Linked DNA regions of Gossypium hirsutum: region 1 is linked to region 2. A link is a contact called in public Hi-C data. All regions are on one chromosome and are shown on one strand. The core of a region is the stretch at or near the end of the contact, and the rest is flanking DNA. Distances in the headings are between cores, read along the strand shown.

What was found. A called contact is a pair of places that touch in the nucleus more often than the background predicts.
Region 1: a contact with region 2 is called in a Hi-C map of petal, with 2.3 times the contacts expected there. The contact joins two enhancer-like sites. A contact is called at or near these places in 4 of 34 Hi-C or Micro-C datasets (anther, cotyledon, fibers and 1 more).

Annotation. Positions count from the first base shown.
Region 1 is chrD11:30,689,118-30,691,817 of Gossypium_hirsutum_v2.1, reverse strand. No RefSeq gene overlaps it. Among protein-coding and RNA genes, the nearest start is that of LOC107891843, 14 kb to the left of the region's middle. Within about 2 kb of position 1,252, at least 5 of the 9 cell types and tissues checked have an H3K27ac peak or open chromatin away from gene starts, as enhancers often do.
Region 2 is chrD11:30,638,638-30,641,337 of Gossypium_hirsutum_v2.1, reverse strand. No RefSeq gene overlaps it. Among protein-coding and RNA genes, the nearest start is that of LOC107891844, 3.8 kb to the right of the region's middle. Within about 2 kb of position 1,332, at least 4 of the 9 cell types and tissues checked have an H3K27ac peak or open chromatin away from gene starts, as enhancers often do.

The DNA.
Region 1 (2,700 bases), core at 3-2,502, 51 kb before region 2:
ACCCCTATAAATAGCGGGCTAGCTTTGCATTTAATACAAGTGTTCTAGAATCTTCAAAGTAACCTCTCAACTTCAATAGGGTCCTCAACAAACAAAAAGGAAACTTTTGGTATTCTGAACCATCCACCACTTCATTTGCGATAGATACTACCCATTGGGCCTATCTGCAGATAGTCTCAAGCCATGCCACTTTATAACCTACCTCTCAACTAAGGGTGAGACAATTGTTATACCCTTACTCAAATCGGACACATGGCGATGTAAGAAGCAACCTGAGAAACACACACAAATGACCTTTCGACTTATACTACCTAAGTGGTCATCTATTGACTAACTACCCATGTGTTTAAAACCTTCTTCAGGCCACTCGTTATTAGGCTACCCACTATAAAAGGGTGCACACTCATCTCCAAGAAAGGACCACTAAGTGGTCATTGAGGCCTAACAACCTCATACTACCTCAAGAATGGGGAATATCAAAGCAAGCTCTTACTTGATGACAACTAACATATAATGGTTTTTTTCACCTGACTGACTCCACGACCAAGTCACCACCCATATTGTCTGTGATGTGAGACTACCAAGTATGGGGACTTTTACCCTATATATATGCCCCCAATGTACAATGAAGAGAGGATTTTTTTCCCTAGCACTTGACTCCCTTAAGCTTTATATCCTAGCATCATAGCCTTCTCTCCTTATTCATCCTCTATGTACTTCGGCTCTCAACCTAACTCAGGTGAACTAGCCTCCTAGTCATCACCATCATCTCTTCCTTGTCTCTTCCCTTATTGAACACCAAAATCAACAATAATATTATCTAAGGTTTCATGAATTAATAGAGAATTAATTCAATTGAGAAATTATCAAAATGATAAAACTTTTAGAACAAAAAACATATATTAAAAGAGTTATATATGTAATTTAATATAATTTATAAATAAAATAAAAATCAATCTTATAAGGATTTTAACTTTAACAACATGTTTGGTTGGGTGTAATGGCTATGCCATTACAACCCTATTTCATGGGCCCACCTAATCATCCGTTTGGTTCAATGGAATGCCCTATTACGGGCTTATTCCATTACGGGTGTATGCCAAAATTTGGTTGATTTTTGGAGGATTTCTATTCCCTTCCCAAATCACCGTTTTGCTATTCAACCCTGTTTTACCCTCCCAACCCAAAAGCCCCAAAACACATCAAATAGAAGCTGCCAGCAAAGTCACCCAAGGCTCTACCCGCTCTCGATTCACTTTCATCTTGGCATCTTTCGCCGGCTCCACCGTCTCAGATCTCTGGCCCAACTATTTCGGCAAGTGCTTCTTCACTGTCGGTGGCTATTTTCAGGTTATATGCTCTATCTATATTTTTTTGTATTTTCTTTGAATCTTCGGCAACTGTTTCGGCAAGAGATTATTGAAATGTTTCTTTGTGATCGTATCTGGATTTTGAGCTACTTTTTTTTCTTTTTTTTTGTGGTTTTACTGAGTTTCCAGCGGCTGATTTCTCTTTTGTTAGCTCTAATTTTGTTAGATTTGCAAATGTAAGTTACATTTTGTATTTTGGGTTCTTTTTTTTTTTCCAACAATGTGGTTTGTTTATTTATAGACTTGTTTTCCTATTTTCTTCTGGGTTTTGACTGAAAATGATCTAAAATTTCACCTTTCATTTTTTGCATATGCCTAGCATTTTTTGCATTTCTAATTTCACCCTTCTTTGCTGCTTCATTCATGCATTCACGCAAATTGTCATTTTCTTTCCTTTTCTGATGTGGTGTTTATTGTTTATGGATTTGAGCATAAAATGTTCTGATTAATCTAATAACATTATGTGAAATCATATAAAAACAAAATTAAACAAAGATGTTGCCAATGCCATCTAGTGAGCTGATGAGATGGTTAATCTAATGTTTTGATTAAACAAAGATGTAAAATCATAAAATGTTCTAATTAATCTAGTAACATATGCATCTTTGCAGCTGTTGCCAATGCCATCCAGTGAGCAGATTCTGATAAAATATTCTGATAAAATGTTATGCTATATTTCTTGCTTTCTTTTTAATTCACAAACTTATCAGGTTGTGATTGAGGTCTAAAAATCGATTTTTAACTTTGGTTGTTTATCGGTGGACAGTAGCATCCAATGTTATTAAAAATAAAAATAAAAACCTGCCCTTTCAATTAAAATCCAACAAGAGTCTAACTATTATCATCCTTCTGGTTTTTGGGTTTATGTTGTTTGTAATTTAAGCCAAAATCATTTTATCTTCTATCACTTCAAATGCCAATTTCTTCTTAACCATTCTCTCTGTAATGTTGGTTCAAAGCTTTAGCTGTTGTTGAAAAAACTTGATCCTCTGCATAAAAACAAAGGTGAGAGAGAGCCATTGAACTGTTCTTCTACCTATTGTTCGTGATTACTAAGATAATGATGTTGATTTTGACTATATCTTGAAAATAAACCATTGTCACTTTCATATATAAGTGAGACTGTGTGTGTGCATGGAAAAAGCTAGCATCACCATTGTTTAATTACATAACTTTCCTTCTTTAGATGCATTAGTCAGCAAGTTGATTTGTTCAAAAATGGTAACTATGTATGGCATGTAGTATTTGGAAGGTATACTTTAATGTTTTAATCCCTAAATACATGCATTTGAATGAGATGCTTACAATGCATTTGGAGCTTTAATATTTT
Region 2 (2,700 bases), core at 83-2,582:
TAGTACAATTTGACTACTTGGATTACCACTACTAATAATTTAATAACATTATAACACGTAGAAAAACCTTATAATGGTGATGGAAAAGATAAGGAAAAAAAAAACAAAAAGGAGCAAGAAATGCTGCGGCTATGACATCATGAAGGAAGCTTTTTTTTTCTTTTTTTTTTTGTTGTTGCAAAACTGGGAACAATGACGAGGAGGGAATCAAAAACAAATAAATGCTCCAAACATTGAAACTAGGTCATCTCTAAGAGAGAGAGAGAGAGACCAAAAATATTTTTTTAATAAAAAAATCAGCTTAATTTGTGGAATCGAAAGTGGCATTGTCGTAAGCCCACGTGATGCCAATACATGAAATTCGTTCAATTTTTTTTCATACAACAATACATTGCCTTATTGCCTCAAATTATCACTCACCACATCTTCTAAAATGATACCAAATCTATCTCCAATATAATATCAATTCAAGTTACTTTTTAAATTGGTAACCTATAAAACTATTTTGAATACTCACCTCTCCAAAATTTATATAAAAAATATATATAATATTTTTAATATAATTATAATACATAAAACTATATATTTAAAACACATAAATATGTTTAAAAATAACATATAATTATAATACATAATAAATAATAAATAATTTGAATAATAACTCTCATTAAATATGTTAAAGGTGGAAAAAGTGGAGTCCACTAATAATTTCTTCTCTAGATTTAGGCTTCGAATAAAGTAGTTTATGGTGGTTTTGGAAATTTGGATTTGATTACAAATTTTAAGTATTGATTTGTAAAAAGTAAATTACATCAGGGTTATTTTAAAACAGTGTCTGGTTATTTTAATTTTTTTTCTTGTTAATTTAGTCACTTTAATTAAAATTATTGTTTAAATTAATTATTATTATTAAAAATTTCGTTAATCCACTAATTGATTGCTAATTGATTTTTTTAACTAAAGTTAGGGATTTCTGTATAATTATTTTAAAATACTTTTTTTTAGTTTATTTGCAACATAAAAACTATCAATTATTCTCAATGTCCAACACTAACCATATGAATCATCAACCCTCGTCACTGTCCATCCCCTTTTTCTCATTTTTATCGCTCCTCAACAAAGATGATGCAATTATTTGATGAATTTTAGCATTAAAAACAAAAACCCAGATTACCACAATAATTAAACCCAACTGCTAAATTTTGTGGATGTTGAATCTCATAAGCTAAGAAAACCATGAATTTAACTCAACTCCATTCCAGAAATAACCCCAAACACAGTGTAATGAAATTACCCATCTTTTTTAGCTTTAAAAATAATAAGATACTAGAATTCGAAGACGCAACAGCTCTATGCAAAGCAATTAAAAAGATTCGGTCTTTTTCCAGTTTTTTAAACACCCAAGTTCACTAAAATTTAATATATCCAATAATTGGGTTTTGTTAGAGGAGAAGTGAACTTTTATAGATTAAAACTCAACTAAAAACAACACACCTTACATATGATGCAGTCGTATAAAGTAATTCTTATAAGCGATAGAAATGGGAGAGAATAAGGATTAGTAATTCTTATATTCATATAAATTACGAAAAAATATTTTGGACTAATTATAAAGAAGTCTTTAGTTTTATTCAAAAGTTAAAAAAATATCATGTCAACAATTCGTTAGTGTATTAATGAAATTTTGAACAGTACTGACCAAATCGAATAATTATCTTAATTAAAGTAATTAAATTACCAAAAAAGAAACGATACTATTTTAGAATAATCATTGGTATAGTTTACCCATTTATAAATTCAAACTTAAATTTGACAAATCTATTCCAAATTTGAAAATGAAAATTTACAAAGACCTATATATTATTTGTCACATTTTTCGCACCTATTTTCTTTTTCTAATTCTACTTGATGATAATCAATTTGCTTGATTATGAAAATTATAAATTTATCCCATATACAATAATTATAGTTGGCATGATTTTTGTTGTTGTACGTGGCATGAGAGGGGTTGAATCCCTGTCCCTTAATTATCAATACCAATGCACAGATTTTTTTCCTCAATTATTTTGCTTATTTATATTGTGTTTATTTTTATAATAAAATCATTCAAAATATTAAGGGTAAATTTTACAAATGATCACCTAACTTTCATAAATTCTCATTTTAGGCATCCAAATTTTCTTCTATCATTTTTTACTATCTGTTTTCACTCTATGATATTTCAGTTAACAAAAGTCCAAGCTGGCATTTTTATAATTGATAAATAATTTTTAAAATTTTCACATAATATTAATTTTTTATTACATGGAAATTTCACCTGCTTCACTTCAAACAAAAATGAGGTTTCAACTTGCTGTTGTCACCGCCACCTGCTCCGGTGGTTTTGCCGGACAACTAGGCACACCAAAACTCTCCTCTTCCTTCTCGTCTCAAATCTCATATTAGTTTTGCCACAAACTCTTCAAAGCCTTGAAACTAGGAGTGAATGTCTTCCGATCTCCTTCTCCGGCCATCTGGTTGCCTCAGTTCCAAGGTATGTTGTTCTTCTCAGTCTAAGCGTTAAATCCACCGTTCGGAATTGGAAGGAGACCACTGGAGACTCCGATTCTATTAGATGAGTCTCCGTTTTATTTATTTTTCTTTTCTCTTTATAATTTTTCTCCTTTGATTTTTTTTTTTTACTTCTCTTTTCTCTTTTCT